2 separate regions of the Anser cygnoides genome follow, and region 1 is linked to region 2. Evidence: chromatin contacts called from public Hi-C data. All regions are on one chromosome and are shown on one strand. The core of a region is the stretch at or near the end of the contact, and the rest is flanking DNA. Distances in the headings are between cores, read along the strand shown. Region 1 overlaps SCAP (SREBF chaperone). Region 2 holds the start of SMARCC1 (SWI/SNF related, matrix associated, actin dependent regulator of chromatin subfamily c member 1).

Region 1 (5,600 bases), core at 1,790-4,289, 170 kb after region 2:
TTGACTATAGGTGCCTAATTTTAAAGAAGGGTAATCCAGGGAGGAGTCACTTAAGCTCTGCTCACGCCCGTTCACTAGTGAACAGTCTCCTTTTACCTGTCTCTGCATGTTTTCTCCCCAGGCTTGAGCAACGAGAGCTGGTCAATTATGAAGAACATGGCCACAGAGCTTGGGATCATCCTGATCGGCTATTTCACCCTCGTCCCAGCCATCCAGGTGAGTGTGCTTGGGCAGTTTGAGCACACAGAGGCTTGTAGTCACTGCACGAACGCAGTATGCAGTGCTCTGCTCTCTCAGCCCTCCTGTTAAAGAGCACCCAGCTGCCTCTCAGGGCTTCTTGGGAAGAAGGGAGGAACCGTGTGCCACGGCAGGAACGTGTCTCCTGGGAGCTGTCACAGAGCAGGCAGTGGTGCAGGAGCTGACTGGCTTCGTTCAGTCGGTGCCAGGCACCTGCTGACATTTCCCTGTGGCGGCTGCTTGCGTGCAAATAGATTTGTCCTGGGGGGACATCGGAACTGCCGGCTGCCACCTGGGCCACGTGGAGCTCTGAGAAGATCTGGCAAATCGTCCTGGAGCCTTACTGCGCACAGTCCCTACAGCAAAGTGTCGCAGAAGTGTCTGTAGTAATGGCGTTATCCTCTAAGAATATGTGCAAAGCAGGGTATGTGGGAAGAGGAATGTGATTTTTCGATGCCAGTTGATATAACTGGAATTGGGAGCTTTGTCCATGATTTATTTGTTTCTTTATCTCACAAATGATACTGTCTAACCCACCAAACCTCGTTTTCTGTGGCTTAGCTGGCTTTACTGTGGCTGAGTAGTAGAAGAGGTGACTCAAGGAAATGCCTTTATTTCCACTCTGGTTTCTCTGGCTGGTTTCATGCAATCCCAAACGCTCTTCCCTGCATCCCGAAATGTGTCCCAGACCCCCTGGGCAGTGACCCACGTCAGTCTGCCCGGTCATTTGGAGGCCTCTCATTGACTCGTCCTGGTGGCTGTCACCCCCAGACCATGCGGCTGGTCCCTGTGCTGTGACAGCCCCGTGACGAGCCGAGCAGGGGCTGGTTCCTCCCTGACAGTCCCGCCGTGCTCCTTTCTGCTTGTGCAGGTGAGCTTCCTATCACGGAATTGTGAGCTAGCTAATCCCCTTCAGCAGTGGAGGGAAAACCCATAACTAGTGCAGAATGTCTCCTCTGAGGAAGGGGTGGGTGGTGTGTTTGGGGCTGTCTCACCAGGTGTACGAGCCTTTGGGTTTTTCCAGCCGCAGACACCACAGTCTCTGTTCCAGGGGTGAACAAACTGAAACCTCAGCGAATGATCTCGTGGAATGGTCGTGCTGTTGGGTCGGTCTAACACTGAAAATAGTGTCAAGGTCTTCTGCCTTGGTGTGTCACTTTGCTGCCACTTACCGTGCCACCTCTTTGCAGGACTGTGCTTGCTGAGTTGCCTCAGGATCTGCTCTTCTGTGACCCTGGGCCAGGCAGAGCTCGTGCCTGGGCAAATCCTCAGCACCACTGCTGTAAGGCTGCAGCCGGAGCTCAGGGAGGAGTCAGCCTGTTATCTCTGCAAATCCCTAGCAAAGATTTTAGCAGGTGCAGTCAGCAAGGCAGGAGCACCGGAGCATCTGCACAGCTGAAGGCCACTGCCGGCCGCACGCGGGCTGTGCGTGTCCTCGCTTTGACATTGGGGAGCCACCAGGAGACAGACTGCAGATTAAAGTGAATTATAATCTAAGAAGATTAACCGTTCAGGTTGAACTGGAGCATTGCGGGCTGAATTTAGCGGCTCCTGAGCCTGGCTCTCAGTGGCCAAGAGAAGGACAGCAAGAGAGGAGCTAGAGCAGAATTCCCCAGGCTACACCCGGCCACGTGTCGTGTCCTAATTTTTTTATTTGAAGCTGATTGCAGAGATTGCTCGGGTCAAAAACCAGCATGATCCATCCTTTGGGTCTAAATTGGGCTCATGCATAGGGTCTTTTAGCTCCTCTTCCTGGAAGAGGAGCCGTGGGAAGAGCAGCACTTCCCCACACCCGCGTGTTGCCTTTATGAATGTATTCCTGGGTCTTACAGCGTTGTAAGGCTTGTGATGACATCCCTTCTTTGCTCTGCGTGTGATCCTGTCCCTCCTAGGATGCTTGCTTTCTCCAGAGCAGGAATCTCACGGGGATGCTGTCTGCTGGAGCCGGGAGCGTGCCCCTTATCTGCGTGTCCCTGGGGGCGAAGGGCGCTGCGCAGATAACGCTGTGCTCGTGTTGCAGCCTCGGAGGCGTCGTGAAGAGAGGGACGGGCAGCGTAAATCCGGCAGGGACCTTGCTCCAGCCTGTCAGAGGGAGCAGAGGCACCCATCCTGCCCGTACGGGGAGCAGCAGGAGAGGGAGGCGTTTCGTTGTCGAAGGATGTCACTTGCCCAAGGGCTGTGAGGTCCTGGCACCTTCCTCAGCCACCCCACAGCAGTGCAGCTCATTTAGCAGAAGGGAATTCTCTGTTTTCTGAGGTTCTCCTTCTTAAATAGAGTTCAGCTTCAGGTGAGAATTGGGCGTACACCGTAAATGCCTTCTAATTGTGAGCTACCGTGGAACCTTTCATTACAGGGGGGCAGAGACCCCCCTTCTCCTTGCACTTGTGGCCCTGGTGGTCCCAGGACGCTGCAGGGATGTGTCCTGGGTGCCCGTCCTGCATTCCCCACCTCCTGGCCCCCACCTTGTTCTGGAGCTCACCCGCCGAGAGGCAATCACCGAAATTGGTTCGGGTTGTGCTGTAGGGTGTGCAGAACCCAAGTATAAGAAGATGTCGGATTTCCAGGGCTAGTAGTTTCAGATAGCTCTCATCCTAAGTGGAATAAGTGGAGGTATCGGCGGAATTAATTATGGCAGAGCTTGCCATTTGTGGAGGCTTTTGCTGAGATCTGGGTGAAATCCAGCTGGGCGTTGCTTTCCCTCTGTTTTTCTGCTTTTAGAGAGGAACCCGTGCTGTGTTTTCATCCCCAGAATGTTTCGGGATGTCGTGTTTGCTCCCCAAACCTCCCGTCAAATGCCGAGGAAGGGATTGAGCCGAAATCAGAGCCTTGTGCTGGTTTTGCCGGGAGGTTTGGGGAGGGGCGGGCAGCTGACCTAGTGGTTTATCTCATCTCATAGCGTGCTGATTTTCAGATAGCAGGCAGCTGACTGCTTGTGTTTAAAAAACAGTTTGGGCAGGCTGGGGAGGCTTCAAGGTTCGTTCCGAGGTTTCGGATAGCCTCTCCTGCTGTCACAGGCGAGAAGCTGGGGTAGGCATAGGCTGCAGGGGGACAGAAATGAATCTTGAGGGCCCCTCTCCTTCCTCTGAGGTGGATGTGGGCGCATGTAGTGTGGTTGCCACAGCTGGGCCCAGCGGGGATTTGCCAGGGCTGTTCTGCAAGCGAGGGCCGGACTCTTTGATCTCGCCTTTAGCCCGAGGTTGCTGCCTGTGCCTGCTTTCGGTTTGCTCGATCTCCCCGTGTTACTGCATCTTTTTTGGGCCCTGACGGGTCCTGGCAGCAATGTGTACCTCCGAGGGGCGTCCCTGGTGCTGGGCTCACTTGTTGTGCTCCTCTTGTCATCCTCATTTCTGCAGTGGCACCTGCTGGGGAAGCGGAGCATGGCAGGGAGCTCGGGATCCATCTTACCAACGCTGCTCCTCGTGTGCTTGGTGTTCAGAGGCTGGGCACGGAGCTTTTCTTCCAGGGGCCTGAAAATTTCCTATATATATAAAAATAAACACTAAATAAGCACTAGCCAAGGGTGTGATTTAAACAGCCGTGGTTTAGCTGGAGCCCTGGGGGACGGCTGCAGCTACTAGTCGTGAGCACAGGGGGGGTACAGAGGCTTCGGTGGTCTTCGGTGGGAGGAGGACTGGCTGTGCCCAGTCCCTGGGCTCCCCCTGCTCCTGGAGGAGTTTCCTATCGGGGGAGGTTTATTGGTGAAGGGAAGGAAACCGGCACTGCTGGGGGCTCTTTGGGCGTGCGATTTGCACACGCAGGCAGGGGGCTGAGAGCTCTGGTGGCAGCCCCGCCACGGCTTTGGGAACAGGGACAGCACCCTCTGCTGTTTTTTCCTGGGGTGCTTTGATGTTTTGTGGCTAAGAAGAACAAAAAGTGTGAATATGAATAAACGTGCTCTTGAGTTCTCACGCGGACTGTTTTAACACCAAGCTTTCAACTATTCCAAAGCCCTGATAACAGGACCAGTCAGTGAAATACGCTCACTCCGGGCAGGAGGGTGCTGAGCTGCCCTTTTCCTGGACTGGAGATATTCACCCCTGTCCCTGAGCTGCCGTAGCTAATCTGTGTGTGTGTGTGTGCTGCCTGCAGGAGTTCTGCCTCTTCGCTGTGGTCGGCCTGGTGTCCGACTTCTTCCTGCAGATGTTCTTCTTCACGACCGTGCTCTCCATTGACATTCGCCGCATGGAGGTAAGGACGGGCTGGGGACGCGGCCTCGTGCCTTGGCTCGCCCTGCTCTGCGAGCATGGAGGGACTGAGGGAAGCACGCCCTGGGATTTCCACCCTCTGAAAAAAAAAGGAGCGAGCTGTAAAAATGCTCTGGGATGGGACTTGTTGGTTACACACATGCAGGGATGGGGGACCCTCAGGTACAGAAACGCGGAGGTTGTGGGTCAGTGGGCTGGAAGGGGACGTGGTCACAGACGTGGTTGGAAGGAGACGGGGTCACAAACACAGCTGGGTGCAGAAGGGGACACCAGAGGGAAGCTGGGCCCTTCTGGCTCAGATGCGAAGGTGGGAGCTGAGACTTAGCACGCATAAAAGAGCAGATGAGAGCAGATAACGGAGGACCAGATGATCCTGTAGGGCCTTTCCAACCTCGTCTTCCTCTGATTCTCTGACGCCTGCTTCTCTCCCGGCAGCTTGCGGACCTGAACAAGCGGCTGCCGGCAGAAGCCTGCCTGCCCCCCGCCAAGGCCGTCAGCCGCTCCCAGCGCTACGAGCGGCAGCCAGCCCTGCGGCCCGCCACCCCCCACACCATCACCCTGCAGCCCTCGTCCTTCAGGAACCTGCGCCTCCCCAAGAGGCTGCGGGTCATCTACTTCTTCGCCAGGACGCGGCTGGCCCAGAGGCTCATCATGGTAGGCGCCGTGGTGTTTGCTCTCTCGGGTCCCGCTGGCCCAACCCAAACAGGCTTCCAGGGGAAAAAAAAATCAAAAAAAAGCTTGACATTTTCACACATCCTTGTTCCCCTGCGAGGCTTACACCCCCCCACGGTAAATAATACAAGAAGTACTTCCCTCAGAACATCCCTCTGCATACATTAGCTGCAGGGCTTTGCTGTCTGCTTGATGTTTAGGAGGTAGCAGGCAATTTTCTGCTATTTGCTCTCAGATACCTCTGTATAAGCAGATTTTCAAGGACTGTACGAGTGGAAAGAGAAGGTATTTACAGAGCAGAAGTCATATTTGTCCCTGCAGGCAATATGGAAGGAATGCACGGAGATATTTCTCTGCATGAGAGACTAATTCTTTCCCTTTTGCAAGTGTAACTGTAATAGTGACACCAGTTCCTGCCCCTGCTTGTCCCCCGTAGATGGTAGTGCAGTCACCACCATCAGGCTGGGTCGGGGAGCTCACAAAGTG
Region 2 (6,333 bases), core at 1,079-3,578:
CTTCTGGATTCTGGTGTGTGTGTGAAGTGTTGCTGTGCATGCTGCGGCGTCAAAAGGCTGCCTGCTGGGCTGGTGTGGTGGAGCACAAGCACTGCGTGGCACTGCTGTGCGTGAGAGCTTTTTTCAGCAGCGGATGAGAAGATTCCCAGATCAGGATAGGCTTAGGCACCTGAGGGAGCTACGGTGCTAGACCTCCAAGGGATGGTAACCCATGACAGGATGTGTGGGAAGGGCACTTTGCCTTTCAAAATGTTCTGTGAAGCTCAGATTTCTGGATGTTTGGTTGTTTTTATTCTCCATAAGTGTCCTTCCTTGCAAGTATTTTATTTCTGGGTTGGAGTGTTCAGGGGTGGGAGGAGCTCTAGAAAACTGAGGTAAGCCCAGGAAAGTTTTTATATCGGGATGATTTTGATGCAGAGCTGTTTCCAGTCTATATTTGATAAAGTGGCAGTAAAATGCCCAAGCGTTGTCTAGACACGTTCTGTAAAATAAATTGCTTGACTCACCGATACTCTGTGTTTAAGAGTTCAGGTAGCTCAAAGGCTGCCCGCTGCCAGAGGGGTCTGGTTCCCCGTTGTAACGGTGCACTGCAAACCTTCACACGGCCTGCAGACAGCTAACCGCAGCCTGGCAGGTAGGGGTAGGTGGCTTAGTTTGTACCAAGATGCGTACAGATGGAGCAGAAGTACGGGGAGTTCAGGAAGAAAAGAAAAAAGAAAAAGGAAAAAGCTCTAGGGTTAAATGGGGAACCACCACAGCTGTGTGCGGGTTTCTGTTAGTGTTTGTGTGAACCAAGGACTGTGCTCTTTAGGTTGGTTTGAAAAATGTGAAAATTGGAGGAGCCCCCAGCTTTGTCATTCATATTTTTCTGTAATTGAATGAAAACTAAAGCATGGAAATATACTCAATTTTCTTTACTAGAATTTGACATATTGCATAATTACATACAGATTATTTTCTGCCTGTCACTTGTTGAGTTTTTTATTTTGAATGACGGGATTCACAAATAAAACATTACTAGCTAAAGTGTTTTCAAAAGAGGAAAATTGGAGAAAATTGCCTCATAATGACTTACTACATAGTACTAGATGTGATTACGGAAAGATACGATAAATCTGAACGTACCCAGCAGTGAAGACTTGGTGCAGATTGGTTCACTGCATTTTAGTCCATTTGGTTTTTATTTTTTTTTGAAGCCACAATGAGCACTACGTTTTCTTGTGATTTGGCTCTTTACCCATGTCCCTGCCTCTGGCTGAAATCCTTTGTGCTGTGGAAGGAAGCCCAGGACCGTGATCCCAGCTGATGACTGACCCATCCCTGGTGGGTGACCAGCCCTAGTTCTCCCTGAAGAGGAAGACTCTGCAACCAACTCTGCGTGTTCCCAAGCGATGCTCTGTGATCTGATGAAAGCACGACAACTTCTGCTTAGGATTCACTTGGGAATTTATTAAAGACTGTCAGGATCAAAACTCACTATAGGGTAGTTACATTTGCCCCTTATTTACTCTCTAGTTGTGTTTCTCAATTTCCCTATCTTCCACTTTTTTATTATTATTTTTTCTCCCCAAAACACTGTTTATTAGATGCTGTTAGATGACGTTCTCTCCTCTGTAAGCCCTACTCACTGAAGGAGCAGTGCACCCAGCCTTGCTGCCTGAGGACGATGGGGCTCTACCACATCCTGTGGTAGCCGATCAGAGAACAAACAGCCTGGGCTGAAGCTGTGTGAGGTAAATGCTTTTTGTTTCCCCACAGGAACACGAGGAGTACCTGTCGTATAGCAAGGACACAGCTGTTTAGAAACAGGGAAGGAGAAAAAAGAACCTAACTTCTGTAATTACTGCAATTACGGCTCCCAAGGGACAGCTGTGAGGAAGCGTGTGGGTCTGATGGGCACAGTCCCCTGTCCTTAAGCAGGAGGAGCAGATCCAAGAGGGCGCACAGCTCTCCACACAAATAAAAAACCACCGGGAGCCTAGCAGAGACTGAACGCTTCGCTCCGTGTGAGGCAGCCCGCCGCCACAAGGCGATACCAGAAACAAAGGGGGGGGGGGCGGCAGAGCAGCGCTGGCTCTACAGGGACCGCTTTCAGCCGAGGTTAACAAACCGGCAGCGTCCAAGAGCCACCACGGGCCGGGCCGCGAGGGGACACCGAGCCCCTCAGAGCCCCCCTCAGCCCCGGGGCTCCCGAGGCGGAGCCGGGCGGGAGGCGCAGCGCAGGCGCCAAGATGGCGGCGGCGAGCGCGGGGCCGGTCTGCGTGTGTGTGTGAGGGGGACGGGGGGGTGAGGGGCGGGGTTTCCCGGTCCCCCGCCGCGGGGGCGGGGCGGGGCGCTCGACGCATGCGCGGCGCGGGGCGGGGGGGAGGCGCAGGGCCGCGGCGGCGGCGCTCGGCGAGGCCAACAATGGCGGCGGCGGTGGCGGCGGGCGGCGGCGGCGGTGCGGGGCCCGGGGCGGCCGCGGTGGCCGTGGCGGCGGCGGCGGCCGCGGCGGCCGCGGGCGGCCCGGGGCTGGCGGCGCTGTCGGTGGCTCGGCGGAAGGACGGCGGCCCGACGGGCAAGTTCTGGGAGAGCCCCGACACCGTGTCCCAGCTCGACTCGGTGCGCGTCTGGCTCGGGAAGCACTACAAGAAGGTGCGGGGCCGGGACCGGGGGTGGGGAACCGGGGCCGGGGGGGGGGGGTTGGCCTAGGGGTTGGGCAGCGCTGGCCGCCCGCCGGCCCGAACAAAGGCGGCGGGGGCAGCGCGGGGCGGCGGCTGCTGGGGGGGGGCTGGGCCGGGGGGGGCAGCTCCGGGGCACGGGGGCTGCTCCGGGGCACGGGGGCAGCTCCGGGCCGGTCCCGGTCCTGGTCCCGGTCCCGGCCGTTCCTACACGAGCACAGCGGCTCCGGGCCGAGCAGTGCCGGGCCCTGCGCTGCCGTGAGCCCCGGAACCGGCTGGGGAAGCGGCTCGGGCCGTGTCTGTCGGTAAAGAAACCGTAATGCAAAAATCACCGGGGCTCCCTTGAGGCCCCGCTCCCTGCCGTTACCGGCCCCCGAGGAGCACCGCGTGCCCGAGCTGGAAGACCCCCGTGACCCCGAGGGACCTCAGGTGTGTAAAGTAACCCCGGGCCGGTACCGGTGTCCGGCAGCACCGGCTCCCTGGAGGCACCGGGGCTGGCAGGAGCTGCTCCCGGGGCTGCTCCGCCAGCAGAGCCCCGGCAGGACGGTTCTCAGCACCGCGCAGCCCCTTATCTGCGCCGCGCGAGTGGGAGCCTCCGCGCCACGCTCCAAAGCAGCGCTCGTCTCTCATAATTGGTTTGCACTTATCGGCGCTACCGGCTGTAAAGATTAGATACCTCTGGTTGTTTCCTGGGCTCTGCGAGGTAATTAAAACTGGGCGAAGAAGCGGCCCGCGCCGGGCAAATGAATTCCAAAATATCGCTGCGGAAAATCCTTTAAAAATCAAGAAGTGATTCTTGGTTCGGGAAACAAAGAAACGGATTGTTGTTGTGGGCGCTGCTGGGGCTTAGAGAAGTGTCCGTAAGGCTCCCGGTGGAAGCTCTGCCCGGAGCTGGGTCGCGCTGCTTTGTGCGGTGGATGCTTCGCCCTTAATCTCGTTCCCTGTAGCCCAGGTGGCAGCTTTGCTGTGCGCGCACGGCCTCTTTCAGGAGAGCACGCAGCGATTAGAGCTGACCTTGTCCAGCCCGTGCCCGCAGCAGGACCCGTACAGCTCGGCGCTGCCTGCCCGCTGTGTCCAGCCCCGGGGGCGCTGAGGAAGCCGTGGCCGTGTTGGAGAGCACCCAGCGAACCGCAGCGAGCACCGCCCAGGTCCAGGAGTCGGCCGGCGAGGGGAGAGAGGACTGCCTTTGTGAATCTGCTCGTTGCCGGGTCTTCAGATCCCCGAGAGTTCTCCGTGTCTCTAGAGCACAGCTCGAAAAATAAGAGGTTCAAATAGTATGGGCAGCTTGGGCTGGGTAGTGGAAAACCAGCCCTTGTTAACCAGGAGGAATGGGCTGTGTAGGCAGCGTGGCTGGGGATGAATTCAGTGCGGTAGTGGCGTGTGTTCCGTGGCCCTGCGTTGCTGCAGAAGGACGTCCTGCTTTCCCAGCACGAAGCTCCCCTCGCCCTTTTCACAGCCAGAGTGTTGGCAGTTAGGAAGCCAGCGATGGACAAACAGGCACCGGGGGCTCCTGCTGGGCAGGGGGGACTCGGCTGTTAGTAAAGGGTGCTGGTACAGGGGGCAGGGACGTTGGGGCACGCTGTTGGTGACGGCAGAAAACGATACTGTTTGTTGCAGCCTTCAGCCCCGTCCCGGCTGCGTGTGTGAGGCGTGAAAGCCGCCTTGTGCTGTTTCCCCTGGCTGGCAGCTGCAGGACCTCGCTTCATCCCGGGCCCTGGGGGGGTGTTTGGGGCTCGTGTCTGAATTATGCCGTGGTTCTAAGTCCTGGAGGAGCTGAGAGTCCTGTTTCAGAGGAGCTGAGAGTCCTGTTCCGTAGCGTTTGGGTAGGCTAGCACTGGGGACGTCAAGGTGTCCCTTAGAAGCAGGAATTTGCACTCTAAAAGCAAAGGAAAACTGGGCGATGCACTTGCTGTTGTGTAAGTGCTCAGTGATCTCTGGTGTTACGTGTTCAGTAATTCCTTTGACATTGAGCAACAGATGGCTTATGTGAAATGCCTTGTCATGAAGTATTTAAAACACTTTCTCTTTTTTTTTTTTTTCCTAACTTTGCATGTGTTACGAAGGATATGGAGAATAGCCTTGGCCTTTCAGTTGCAGTCCCTGAGGACAATTCCCAGCGCGTTAGTCATGTCCGGCTTGACACTTTGGGAGATGTGGCTGCTTCGTGGCTCCAGAAGTCGTGCCACTGAGACAGGAGGCTGCAAAAACACGGGGTTTGGGGTGTTTTGTTCCCTTTTTTAAAGAGCAAGGGGAGCGTTGCCTTGGAAAGGAGTTGGAGGAGAAGATGGAGGGCAGGCTGTCCGTAGGGGCACTAACACGTGTGGTGTGCAAGGTACGGCTTGGGAGCCCGGGTGTTCTGCCGAATATTTGGGACCCTCTTTTACTACTTCAGGTGTTTGGTGCTGGGAAGGGGCAGGGGTCTGGGTGCTGGGTGCCTGGCCAGGGACCACCCACCCACTGCTTTGCCGCGAGCTGAACCCGGGGTGCTGACGCTATCGAGTGTTTCTTGGCAGACTGGCTGTGGTTTAATCTGAGGGAGGTTTTTCTCCGTGTTCGGAGCTCTTTTGTGCGCTCACCTTTTTAAAAAAAAAAAAGGAACAAGGGCTGTAAGCTAAATCAAAGTATTTTAATGCTGGTTTTCCTTTCCCCGTTACCTAGCTATTTGAGCTGAAACGTTCTTTGTTAGGGGGAAGGAAAGGATTTTGTGTCAGGGCTACACCGTAGAGCCGTAATGGGGTTATTTAAGGTTAGTAGCCACATCAAAACTGGATACACAAATCTGTCCCTTGGGTCTGCGGCAAGGGCTCGTCCCATGCAGCTGTAATGGCAGATCTTGCTGGGGAAGAGAAGTGATTTCTTCTGCTGGTAGTGGATGCAGTGGTTCTTGGATGACTTGAGTTATACTAAAAGGCTTCCGAGCGTGTGTGGTTCCTGTTTGATGCCGGCGGAGTTTAATGATGCGTCATGGTTTTTGTGTTCGTAGTTGTAAGGGAAGTGTGCGGTACAGATCAGCCTTTACCAAAATCCTCTTACACCGAAGTTATTTGTCTAGGAGCAGTGCATCGTTTCTAGAATTTATTGTTTAAAGGTCTTTGTTTGCTGCAGAATCGCTTTCTGCTTCCGTCTGCTGTGGAGAGCAGCGCAGGTGCGTTGTGACTTCAGCCTCCTGTGGTCCTCCGACAGCCCTGAGTATCCCTCAGGAAATTACCTTCCTTAATTTTGCCGCGGTACAGCCTGCGGCGCCAGCTCCGTCGGTGTTCCTGGCTGGCGTGCGTGATCAACGAGAGGTCCAGGTTCTTGTGCTTCCTTCTGAAGGCTTTGTCCTTGTCGTTCAGGGGAAGCCTCAGGCAAGGAAGTGACTTCCCCACAAAAAAAAGCGGCGAGATAGTGGCAGCGCAGGGTGGCAGCGGGGATCCCTACCGCCTGCCTTCCGACAGCCTCCAGCCGGTGCCGCAGGTGGCAGCGGGGTCGGCGAGGGAAGAGCGGCTGCCTGAGAACTCGTGTCTAAGGTTGCATTTCCCAGGCGTGCTCACGTCAACGTGCCTTTCTAAGGGAAAAGACGTTATGAAAAATGCAGTAAGCCGGTACCAGAATCTCTCAGACTCGGTTCTGTTCGGGCAGGTGCCAGCCCTGCCTGCCCCGTGTTACAGCGGCGGTGCTCCTCAGCCCTTAA

What was found. A called contact is a pair of places that touch in the nucleus more often than the background predicts.
Region 1: a Hi-C map of liver shows a contact between it and region 2, with 3 times the contacts expected there. The contact joins the enhancer-like site here to the promoter of SMARCC1 in region 2. A contact is called at or near these places in 2 of 7 Hi-C or Micro-C datasets (granulosa cells and liver).

Annotation. Positions count from the first base shown.
Region 1 is chr2:1,274,867-1,280,466 of Taihu_goose_T2T_genome, forward strand. It overlaps SCAP (SREBF chaperone), which reads left to right. Exons shown (of 24, transcript XM_066991038.1): 11 at 122-216; 12 at 4,327-4,425; 13 at 4,878-5,096. Among named protein-coding and RNA genes, the nearest start is that of PTPN23, 26 kb to the right of the region's middle. Within about 2 kb of position 3,040, at least 1 of the 3 cell types and tissues checked has open chromatin away from gene starts, as enhancers often do. A contact at or near this core is called in liver, where this site is marked.
Region 2 is chr2:1,109,680-1,116,012 of Taihu_goose_T2T_genome, forward strand. SMARCC1 (SWI/SNF related, matrix associated, actin dependent regulator of chromatin subfamily c member 1) reads left to right here and starts at 2,329. Exons shown (of 29, transcript XM_066991054.1): 1 at 2,329-2,634. The coding sequence starts at 2,344.